Regions from separate parts of the Rattus norvegicus genome. Here regions 1 and 2 are each linked to region 3. The links are chromatin contacts, called in public Hi-C maps. All regions are on one chromosome and are shown on one strand. Each heading gives the region's core, a stretch centred on a gene start, on an enhancer-like site or on the middle of the called end of the contact. The rest is flanking DNA. Distances are from core to core; before and after follow the strand shown.

Region 1 (4,048 bases), core at 1,535-4,034, 220 kb before region 3:
CTCCTCTTTACGACCCTGTGATATTTGGTTTCACGTACATATCTGTCCCTTTTGAAAATTGTCTTTTGAGATGACTGAGGGATGCTCACTTGTAGTTTTAGCACTGGAGAGGCCGACACAGGAGGATTGGGATAGCCTGGGCTACTGGCCATACCCTGTCTCAAAACTAAAATACACTCTCACACTCAGGCTGGAGGAATGCAGGTCCCCAGGGCCCTTGTCCCTACCCGCCCCCCAACACACACACACTGCCTCTCTACAGCTGGAGCAACACCTTACACAGCATTGACACAGAAAGAACTGTGGGAAAGTAGTGACAAGATTACCAACAGGTCCTGAGCTTGAAGATGAATTCATAGATAAATAACAAAACGTCATAATAGGGGAAGCCCTCGGAGCCCCTATGGGTGTCCTTTCTGGAGAGAAGAGACTATTGGAAGGGCCAGGACCTGCCGTACTGAGCAGCTCAGAGGTGCTGGTTGCAATCCTGCTATTTCCTAGTTGTTAAAGACGCGATTCGGACGCTAGGGAAGTGTTCATGAAGGTGTTGACCGCTGTCACAGGATTAAAATCCTCACTGTGTGACCTTTAATCCACCCCATTTATTTTGTTTTGTCTGTTTGCTTGCTTGAAGCCTGATTTCCCATAGCCTAGATAGGCCTTCTACTCACTATGAAGTCAGAGATGACCTTACACTCCTGATTCCTCTGTCTCTGCCTCCCAGGTGCTGGGATCACAGCCACACGGTCATGCCCAGAGGTCTTTGTTTTAAACATTCCAGTGTTTTCAGAGTCTGCCTTCCCCTAAAATCTGTTTGTTTCACTTTGTTGTTGTTTATGGAGTGAGAGGCCAAGAAGATCAGAGGAAAGAAAAAACAAGAGAGGAGTCTGGGATTAAAGACCGATTAACTTCTGTCCAGAGAGCAAGAGCCTCCCACTGGCCGCACAACTGATAAGCGGGGTGTGGGGTGAGCTGCAAGGGTAGAGAGAAGTAATGAAGGACAGGCTATTGTCTCAGAGCGCCTCAGTGTCCTGCCAACCTCTGGTAACCTGGAGAAGTAACACGCCTCTACTTGCTTATGTGTAAAGGGAATGCAGGCACAGGACAGTGACAGGGACATTCCTTCACGCGTAAGACTTCTGTCGGATCTGAAGATACACTCTACTGAGGTACTTAGTACTTAATGCTTGCCATGACTGCCAGCTACCAACAGTAGCAGAACCTACCACAGGGAAATATGACCGGATTTCGCCATTTGTATGTGTGGGTAGAGTCATCCCTTTCAGACCACCTTCCAGCCAGACAGCTGAAATAAACCTGCAGGGTTAGAGCGAAGGCAGCTTCTTCGGAGATCGCCCCGAGCCTTGCCATGTAACTGCAATTAATGGGCAATAAGGGCCAATTCCCAAGTGAAGGAAAATGGAGAGAATGATTAATAATATGAAAAGTCAAGGTGGATACAAACTAACTTACAGGTTTAAATAGGCTTCAAATTAAAAGAGAAATAGTCTGAGGATATCCAATCTGTTTGATAATTTCCTGTGGAAATCAGTAATGCCGGAAACCAGACAGTACCAGCAACTTTAAAATGTTATGCAAATATCAGCTCCACTCTGTAGGTAATAAAGGCAGCACGGATAATTTTCTAATTGAACATTTTATGAGATTCCCTGAGCCTCGGAAAACTGGTAGCTAATCAAATTCAAAGTGTTTGTCGAGGTCTGGCAAGCATCAGCCGGCACCGAGTAGGGATGGGGAATCAGGCAGTTTTATTGAAAACTCGGGTTTTCATTCCGGGTGCTTTTTGACTTCAGTATGACTCCCCCCCACCCTGCACCCCAGCCCAATAAAAGCAAACTGAGGACAAGACTGTTCTGTGCAGACAGGAATAGAGGCACTATGGGGGGGATCAAACGCACAGCCGTTTGGTGAACTTGGACGGAAGGGACGAAGGAATGATCCGGAGGATGCCATGAGGGCTCCTCCCATTTGTCACTGAAACACAAAGGACTTTCATTACTTTATTTATTTGCTTGCTCATGGCAAACGTTCGTGTGCGCCGTGGCTTGTGTGTGCAGGTCAGAGGGCAACCCTTGAGGGTCGGTCTTTCTTTCCACTGTGGGGTAGGGCCTGAGAATCAAATGCAAGACGTCAGGCTTAGGGACAAGGGTCATTCATTACCCACTGTCCAATCTCAGAGGCTCTCAAAGGACTTTTACAGAACCAAGCTCTTTGAAATATTATCCTAAATTTTTAAAAAAGGACCATCCTTCAAACAAAACCAGCCCTCCTAAAGCGGCTCAATTTTATGTTGCCTCTCACTTGTATTGGGAGTCTGCCAAGCTTCTAAAATTTTACAACGAATTTAAACAAAAATTAAATGATCTCTTCTATTGCTCAAACGTGCTGCGTTTGTCCCTGTGATAACACAGCGAGGCAAATATTCAGCCACTGATGGAGAAATTAGAAAGAAAAAAAAAAAAGAGGCGTCAAAACATTTTGAAATGACTGCACCTCGGAAAGAGACAAAGACAGACACAAATATCCTCTAACCGTGTGTTTAGCCGTAGAATACTATCACAATGAAATGCTTTCCAGATCACAATCTTTTAATAATGTTCCAAAAATATTATTTTAGGCTCACCAGAGTGTTTCAAATTAAATTAGTGTGTGTTTCATTAAAACACACGGCGCTCTGTTCGTTTTTGCCCCTCCCCCAACTCCCTCCTGAGCCGCCACTAGGGGGCAGTATGAAGACGCGGTTCCTGACGCTGTGGGTGAAGGGAAATCGCTCAGAAAACCTATTTCTTCAGAAAAACCCTACGCGACAAAGACAATAACTGCGCGGCTTAGGCTTTAGGTCCGACCCACGCATCAAGCCTAGGTGCTGAGTTTGCGTCTTTCGTAGGTCATTTCTCAGTCCAATGTTTCTTTAAGGGTTTTGAGCCCTGAGATTACTTATCCTAAGTGAATCTGGGTGCTGGGGAGAAGTGGGTCCAGACAGAGTGGTAATTTGTCCTTAAAGGACGATAGTAAACAAACTGCAGCCATCTCGAGGGTTGTGGTTGCGTCTCCCTGCAGGAGACGACGAGGGAGAAGGGCAGAACTGGCATTTGGCCACTTTTAACAGATGTGTTTTGTTGTATTCTTGTCTTCAAAATAACTGGTCATCACTCACTGTTACAGTCATCATTTTACAAGAAAATATGGCGACTCTACGGATAATCTACAGGTTAAAAGGTATTCGAAGAAATGGTAAAATAAATAAACACGGCATGTTATGTTACCAACCCCACGCCCAGTTTTATTTGTTTGGATGGTGATTTTTCAAAGCATGAACACACACACACACACACACACACACACACACACACACACTTTCTGCACTAAGCAGAGATAATACTCACTTCAGCTCCGACCATTCCTGACTATGATGGGACGGGACCTGGTGGTCACTTGAGTCCCGGCTTTTCTTGAGGCAATGCCATATGAGATACTGACTTTTGCAATAGTCTATAAAAATCTATCCTGGGGATGTATTTAAATTTTTTCTCCACATATTATTAGATATGAAAATCAACAAATAGATTTTGTAGACATTAAAGTGATACTACCTGTCTTCCTTCAGCTTTATTTAATGGGTGAGAATTTTTCTTTGTTTCTATACTAGTCAAGGGAAATTTTAATATCAATAATACAAAATGATCAGCACAGGGATAGTCGAAAGTTAGCAAAGCACCCAGTCACATCCATGTGAGGCTCTCTGCCTCTGCACAGAGTCCTTTAATCAGCATCCTGCCCAGAGGTCACACAAAAGTAGAAAAGTCCCTAGAGACTTCTCTCTGCTATTTCAAAGGCTTAAGTAGCCCAACAATTAATCAGTGTATTTTTAAGTGGCCAGTATGTATGTTACACTTCAGAACTTTCTTGGGTGACTGCTTTTGTGGGCGATTGAGAAGCTATACAAACAAACTGCCAATTCCACAGGAGAATGGGGAGAGGGGGCGTCTTTAAAATTCTAGGGCCTTTAAAACTATCTTCGTGGAGC
Region 2 (3,861 bases), core at 723-3,222, 250 kb after region 3:
AGCATGACCTCAAAAGATGTCTCCAGGGTTCCGTACTAGGATGCCATAATTGCCAGAATGACTGTAACATTAATCCATGGAATCTTAAACTTATTTCTTATGAAGAGCTTCCCCACCTCTACTGTGACCAGACTTACAAGTCTGTCCAGCCAAGGCGCAGACTTTTCCTAACCAAAACTTCCAGAGAAATACAAATTGATCCAGGAAAACTCCTTGGGGGGATAGCTGGCTATTCTGAGATTCTGCGGTCCCATTTCAGTACTCCAGGTCATTTTCCTCTAAGCTAAAGGAGGTTCATCCAGTTTTCATCCGAAGCACCGTCCAGGTGTGTCTTTAATAGTGTATAATTCCATCTGGGCACTCTTCAAAGTCCCGCAGCAGCGGGCCATGAATGCTATGACATTTACACATACTGGGAGGGGGGCGGGGCGGGGATCTGTGACTGGAGATCTGTAATTGAAGAACAATGTGGACTTTCATTTTCCTTATACACGTTAGGTGAATTCACATCACAGTACCAGTCCCTAGAAAGGAAGGCAGCACAGAGGAGAGAACTCTTTTTTTTCCTCTGAAAAATGAAATGGCAATCTGGCTTCCTCTTAGCTATTCCTTATGAGTTCTTGAGTCTAAATAAATAAATAAATAAATAAATAAATAAATAAATAAATAAATGCGAGTTGAGAACAGTTTTCCTTGTGTCCTGTGATGTGTTTATCCTCAACTCAGGACCTTGAAGTGATGCCTTTTATTTGCTGATTCAGCAAATATCTGCAACGCTCCCAGTATATTGTCAGTATATTGTTTCAGAGGAAACAGTGAACTCCTGGTTTGTTGTTTTTCGTTGTTGTTTGTTTTGTTTTGTTTTTCATACACTTACAGGAAGGAGAGAAAGCAATAAGCAAATATGTAAACTATAGAATGTTAGCAAAAGGTTTAAAATGTCACGGCTGTGGGAGGAAATTGGCAAGACAAGAAGCTCTAAGGCCGAACTCGAGTTCACATCTTGCCTTGCTAGTATTATTTATTTGCTATTACTTGTTTGTTTTCTCATTCCTGACCCGTTGTATGCGCAAACAGATGCCTTCCCTGATGACTTCTTAGACCCAACTTCTTCCCACGTTCCCTTTGGATAGTCTTAAATCATAGGTAGGACCCCAAACCTAATTCTAACGCAGGTCAGTCTCCCACCCTTACCCCCAGGCCCCAAGGCTCTCTCTGGTCACATTGCTTCTGCCAAGGGCTGTGCACCCCATCTGAGGAGGCCTCATAAATAAACTTGTTTATTTTCCTTTCTTTCCTTTTCTCCCCTTCCTTCCTTTTTATTTCTTTCCTTTTTTTTTTTCCTGACACAAGATGATGGTACAGGGAGCCAGAGCTTCCGATCATTTTGAGCACAAGAAAACAACAAAACCCAACGATCAAAACCCTAAAGCGGACAACGGCCGAGGGCTCGAATCTAAAGGAGAAGGTGACGCACAATCCAAACCCACGCCCCAGCTTTTTCCGTCTTGCAGCCCCGGGAAGGCCGCTGGGCCGCGGCTCGGCCGACAGACAAAGCGGCCCGCTGAGTCCGTGAACAGGCACAAAACGAAAGTCGGCCTCGGGGCCGGGAGGGAAGGCAGCGGAGGCGCCGCGGGCTCTGTCCCCACGCGCACCGACCCCCTTCTCCCGACGCCCTGCAAGCGGACGCCGCGCAGAACAAGGCCAGCTCCGTGCAGCGCGCGGCGGTGGCGCGGCCACCCTGCTCCCAGAGCCCAGTGGCAGCGGCGGGAAGGGCGCCCGCGGAGAGGCTCACAAGCCCGGGGCCCAGCGCCCCGCCGGGGACTAGCGCGGTCCGCGCGCGGAGGAGCACGGCGCCGGCGCGGAGGGAAACGCCGGTGTAGTGCGGCCAGCCCTGCACTTATAAGCCCGCGGCTCCGGGAGCTGCAGCCGTAGACCGAGCGCGGGGTGCTTATTGGTCAGCCTCCTGCCTTCTGTGAGCCTCGGGATCAGACATTTGCACTCCAGTGCCCCGGCGGCCGCCCAGCTGGAGCCCTTGGTGTCCGAGGCGGTCGCAGGGTGTCCCCGTGTGATGACTCCAGCATCGGGGAAGCCCTGGGCCTGGATTGCGTCCGAGGGTGACTGCGCCCACTTCCAGTGTCTGTTCCTCGTCACGACGTCCTTGGTCCCCTCTGTCCACTTAGGCTTGACAAGCAGGAGTTGCTTGGTGCTCCCTTCCCAAGCTGGAATGCTGTTCCGGTCAGGATGGTGAGGCGGAATGAGGCCCATGCAGGTAAAGTTGTCTAAAAGCACACCACACCCTCGAGAAGTGGCCCAGCATTAACTCGGTGTTAATACAGGTGACAACTCACACGGATCTAAAAGCATACCATGAGGAAAATCGCAGAAAAGACCGAGGCCAACTCGGGTCCATGACTATGAGGTTTACAAACTGTAAAGAGGGAAAGCATTTGCCTGGCCAGAAAATGAAAGTACACCGGAGGCTAAAAATAACTTTATATCTCAAAAGTACTGGTGGTTTCATCACAGCTGCCACAATCCACAGAACTGCAGACTGAAGGTACATGGAGTTCATTCTGTTCGAGCTATAAGCAAAATAACGTCCCCAAAAGTTGGCAGAGGTAGGGTGTGCACTTTGGGGGGAAGTTTTTTCTAGGGTAGGCGCCGGTAGGAGCATTATTTACTGCTTAGGAAATCTGAGCTTTAAGAGCACACAGTCTCAGAACTGAGTCCCCTAAAAGTTAGTGTACTAACAATAGAAAGAGTTTGTGCCTGGAGGACAATATGGCAATTTTGTTGTCTAAAGAACAACCCAGATTCTCTTAGCCCCACCAACCCTACCACCACCTCTGGTTTAGTATCCAGGGCTGGCCTTTCTGCAGATGGTCCCTCTCCTGGTCCCTCCCTGCCAAGTAACCCCCAACCATTGAGGGTGAGGGTTCCACATTGCTTCCTTATAGGGGGCTCTGACAGTGCCTCTATCTGCCCATGGCCCCAGCGCAAAGTTAGAACAGCAGGAGACAAACCTTCACAGAGGCGGGAAAACAATCACTGTGCAGTCTATCAGTTTCTACCACGGACACTCCCAAGGCCTGATGGGATTGCCTGGAAGCTGCGACTGAGTAGTCCGCTGTACTTTCTCTAACGCGCCACTTTGTATCTGTTTTCCTTTCTGTTTATCCTTGCTTTTCATGCCCTGGGATCCCATCTTTTCATCGAATCTCAGCACTTAAAACTGCCCTCGAGGTTAGCTTTTCTTTGGCAGTGTTTGGGTGTTACGTATACTTTCCTAAAGATTTCACAATCATAACAAAATTTTTTTTCTCGCTGTTTTGGCACCGGATGACTGTCTCTTTAAAGTGCTAGTTTAGGAAGCAGTCGGTTGAGATCCTTGCCAAATATTTGGGTTGGGAGGGAGATAAAAGTTTGGGCTTCTAGTTATTTGGTTTCCCTTGGTGTTTCCTCGTGCGAGTTAATTCCTACATCGTAGACTCTTACATGCTCTCAACATTTGGAAGTTTGAAAAGTTGAGATGCATGTTTGCGTAAAACAGGAAACACTTTCAATTGCAATTACAAAGCTGTTAATCTGCAGCTCTAATTACAAGTTTTTAGCTCATTTTCACAAAGCTGTGTTTAAATCACCAGGAGGAGATAAGTTATGAGCCTTTCACAGCAATCTATAGCTCACAATGCTTTGCAAAATTTGGGGGGGGGCATTATTTTAAATATAAGAACATTAGGCTCATGGTTTTTAATAATAATTGCCACCGGTTTATTGAAGATTTGTCAGACACGTTTTGACTCCCTCCTGGCTTGCTAATCATCTGTAACTTGATCAACAGTAATTCGAGACGGGACT
Region 3 (4,038 bases), core at 1,174-3,673:
TCCTGAGTTCAATTCCCAGCAACCACATGGTGGCTCACAACCATCTATAATGAGATCTGATGCTTTCCTCTGGTGTGTCTGAAGATAGTGACAGTGTACTCATATAAAATAAATAAGAATATTAAAAAAAAAAAAAAGCAACTCAGCACCAGGAACCTTTCAACATCATACATTTCCTGTCGGTACTTGTCTTTTGAACAATTCCTTGCTTAGAGTATTTGTCTTTCGAATAATTCCTTGCTTAGAGAACGACTTCAGCCTCAGAACCAACAGAGAAGAGTTCAAATGCAAATAGATGCGACTCCCTGATGGTGGAAGCAGCTTGCAAAGGTGCTGAATCAGGATTCCGTAGGACACGTCAATGTTTCATGATGATACCTTTGTTTTCCTGCCCTTGTTTCTGCCCCTCCCAGGAGAGATGGTGACCTCTGACCCATCAGTGCCCATGTTTCTCTGAGAAGGGTTGCCTAACAATGCCCAGAGGTATCCATTTCCTGTTCTCAGAGGCTCATCCAGCTCTTTGCCGTCATTGAATTCGGTTTTTCAGCAAGCCTATTGTCTTGCATTAGTAATATACAATTAAGTACATTACAGCTATTGTGAACAAATAAAGAGCTACAGAGGCATTGAAGTGGAAGGATTCATTTCCACCAGGAGGTAAGAGGTAATTGTTTTCAAGGACAGGGGCTGGTACAGGTTTCTGTGGAGTGGTGATGAGAGCAATAATCGATGATGTGAAACTCTTGAGTCTGGGTCAATGAGAATTTGTTAAATAAATGAACTCCTAACTGGGTCAAGAGCAATCTGAATGCTATTTCCAATACAGCAAGAGAAGTGAAACAACTTGTGGGCTGTGTAGGATGTTGAATTTGGTTGTAGGTTCTTGTGCAAGGGTGCCTGTGGACAAGCTATGCAGACTGGTTCAGACATGCTCTTTTCTGAGGTCAGGCCAGAGTTTATGGGTTATCAGCAAGGTAAGGACTGTACACCCCCTCCTCCTGACAGGGTTTCATGTATACCTGGCTTGCCTCGAACAAACTATCTGAGGATAATCTTGAACTTCTGATCCTCTAGCCTTGCCTCCTGAGTGTCAGGATTACAGGTCTGCAACATCGTGTACTTTTATCTACTGCTGGTTTTGAGTCCAATGATCTATAGAAGGTCCCTAAAGTGACCTTTGCGTCAGACTATACCTATTCACACAAGTAACTTCAGTCTCCGGTTAAACGATGTGGTCAACTACCGGAACTGTGGGCCAAGTCTACAACTCCACAACATTAATTTAGGCTGTTTTTGATACTGGCCTCATCCCGTTAGCCATCAACAATGGCGATGGTTGGTACCAGAAGCAAGGTATCATTTGGGGGGGGGGGGATAGTATCAACAAGTTAGAACGACCAAAGGGAAGGAGGGGGCAACCGTGTTGAAAGGTCAAATGAAGAAGAGTAAAGAAAGGTCTCACAGGATCTGCCCCCTCTCTTTGTTCCTGCTGGTATTCTTTGTCTTCTTGAAAGATCTAAGCAGGATTGTAGACTTGGAACAACTAATGCGAGCATAAGGAGGGCTAATTTTCAGTGTGGAGTGGTGAAAGAGAAAACATTTTCAAGTTAGAAGGTGTGTCCTGGATACGAGAAGGAAGGGGTGGTCTGCAAAAGGGTTGATGGGTTCCAAGCACACGGTCCAGTTTGGGGCATAGCTGACTAAAGCGGGGGTTTCAGTGAGGAATCCCAGGGTAGGCTGGGAATAACACTCTAGTATTCGACAGCGTGGGAAGGCCGAAGAAGAACCCAAAAGGCATAAGGTTAGGAAGTTCAAGGCAGTTCAAGGCAGGGACTCTCTGGCAGACAGTTGGACAAAGAGGAGCCAAGGTCCTTTCCCTAGATGTTGGGAAAGCCCGCGTCCCGATGAAGCGCTCCGGGTCCCAAGAACTCTCCAGGCCCTTGGCACGGGAAGCCGAGGTTCCGGGACATTCCTGCCTGTCCCATGCATCTGGGGGCTCCCTCCTCGGAGCTCCCTTGCCTTCGTTCCCTTTCCTTGATCCTCCCCGGGTGCGTGAAAGGCATGCTCGCGCGAGTCACCGCACTCCCCAGCAGCCTCTGCAGAGCGCCAGGGGTGTGCTCGCCTTGCACGGGTGGCGGAGCGCAGAGAACAGCTTAACGGTCCGGCATCCGCATCCGCACCCGCCCCGCCCGTCGGCGCCGCTGCCCCGCCCGCCTCTGCGTCATGACGCCGGCGCCCAACGCGGAAGCCGCTGGCCGCCTGGACCAGCGGCGGGCAGTGCGCCGAGCGGCGACGGGCGGGAGCCGGGCGGGGGCGCGAGGCGAGCGCAGCTGCAGCCTAGGCGGCCGAGCGCGCGGAGCGGGCGGAGCGAGCGCCCAGGACCGAGCGCGGGCGGAGCGGGGCTGGAGCAGGCGCGCAGCGGCGGCCGCCCCGGGGGATGCGGCTGCCTCCCTAGGCTGGCGTGTAGGGAGGGCGGGTCCCCGGCCTCGGCGGCGCGGCGGTGGAGGGGACAGCGGCCATGGCGACCCCTAGCAACCTGGGGTCCTCCGTCCTGGCGAGCAAGACCAAGACGAAGAAGAAGCACTTCGTGGCTCAGAAAGTGAAGCTGTTCCGGGCCAGCGACCCGCTGCTCAGCGTGCTCATGTGGGGGGTCAACCACTCGGTAAGGCTCCTCTGCGGCGCGCTCCTCTTGCTCCTCGGGCTTAGCCTCCGGGCTCTGCTCCTCTGCTGCAGCGGTGGCAGGGCGGGGATCTCTAGCCGTTTGGCTCGGCCGGTCCCGGGCCCTCTGGCCACTCGCCTCTTGGGGTACCCCTATCCCCACGACATGCGTCTGCCTCTTGGGTTTCTCCGGCAGCGCTTGCGCTTCCTTTGGAACCCAGGGAGGGTGCGGGATGAGAAGCATTTGCTGTGCTGTGCTTCTGAGCCTCCCCGCGCCTGTCCTGCTCCGCATCCGTCCTCCTGCCGGTCGGTGCTCGCTGCCTGGGAAGTGGGAAGTTTGTGCGGGGACCGTCTCTGCCTCAGCTATCAGTCCCGGCGGGGAACTGCTCAGGGCCCAGTCCGAACGATCGCTCCACTAGTCTGGGCCCTCCTGTCCTGAGCTGGTGGGCAGGTGTACCTGTCCCTGTCAGGAAGCGTCCGGAGCTTCTAGGCGACAGGACTGGAGTAAACCAGAAGATTTTGGACGGCATCTTGAGAGCTTAGCTTCCTTTTTCCTTTAAAGGTAGCATTCTCAGACTCTAGGAGGATTTTTTTCTTTTCTTTTTGCAAAGAAAAAAAGAGGCAACGTAAATATGGCCCTGGCGCCCTTCGTCCCTTCCCGCATCGCCCAGTTGCTGTGCCCTTTCCAGACCTCCTGGCCGGGAGTCTTCATCCCTCCCTCCCCCTTGCTTCCCCCCTCCTTGGGGAACCAGGCAGAAGTCACCGACTGCGGAAGGGCGGCCTTGGTGGTGACAGCCGGAGGGGGGTCCCGGCAGGCGCGAGTTCGAGGTGGTCTAGAGTTAATTACATTCATTTGGAAGGTTGTTTAAAAGGCTGGGGAGGTTAGCTAGCGCACCGCCTGGGATGCTAGGAGGCGCGAGGCTGCGGACTCTGCGGACTGCGGTGTGGGGGGCTGAAATAGCCGCCCGCTGATCTGACAGCGAGAAAACTCCTGCAGCTTTAATCTACTTAGATGGGATCAGGAAACACGATAGGCGCAATTGGCTGAGCCATGAAAGTTTCAATGAGCTTGTGAATTTTGACCGTGACCTTACCCATTGCAGTCAGCCAGCTTCGGAGGCAGAGCGTGAGCCTGCTGCTCTGCTTTTGATTTCGGTGGATGCCCTGGTGTCCTTTTCAGCATAATAGAAGTGACAGAAAGCCAGCGTGGTTTGTGCACTCTCAAATTAACAGAGCTGTTTAAAATGGCTTAGTATCTTTTATTTATAGTTTTTTTTTCCCCCAAGCGGAGATGGAGAAAGGTGAAACAGTATGAAGATGATTGTGTTTACCTGGGACGATTTAAAGAGTTGAGAAATGGTTATTTTCTATTACTTTACT

Evidence for each region. Hi-C and Micro-C count contacts between places; a contact is called where the count stands out from the background.
Region 1: a contact with region 3 is called in a Hi-C map of frontal cortex, with 3 times the contacts expected there. The contact joins the enhancer-like site here to the promoter of Pip4k2a in region 3. A contact is called at or near these places in 2 of 12 Hi-C or Micro-C datasets (Schwann cells and frontal cortex).
Region 2: a Hi-C map of frontal cortex shows a contact between it and region 3, with 1.9 times the contacts expected there. The contact joins the enhancer-like site here to the promoter of Pip4k2a in region 3. A contact is called at or near these places in 1 of 12 Hi-C or Micro-C datasets (frontal cortex) and 1 of 1 datasets of contacts at active chromatin or transcription factors (oligodendrocytes).

What each region holds. Positions count from the first base shown.
Region 1 is chr17:86,790,972-86,795,019 of GRCr8, reverse strand. The region is part of intron 10 of Armc3 (armadillo repeat containing 3); the gene reads right to left. Among named protein-coding and RNA genes, the nearest start is that of Pimregl1, 18 kb to the right of the region's middle. Within about 2 kb of position 2,784, at least 18 of the 93 cell types and tissues checked have an H3K27ac peak or open chromatin away from gene starts, as enhancers often do.
Region 2 is chr17:86,324,297-86,328,157 of GRCr8, reverse strand. No RefSeq gene overlaps it. Among named protein-coding and RNA genes, the nearest start is that of Spag6, 64 kb to the right of the region's middle. Within about 2 kb of position 1,972, at least 86 of the 93 cell types and tissues checked have an H3K27ac peak or open chromatin away from gene starts, as enhancers often do.
Region 3 is chr17:86,574,815-86,578,852 of GRCr8, reverse strand. It overlaps Pip4k2a (phosphatidylinositol-5-phosphate 4-kinase type 2 alpha), which reads left to right and starts at 2,423. Exons shown (of 10, transcript NM_053926.2): 1 at 2,423-2,662. The coding sequence starts at 2,519.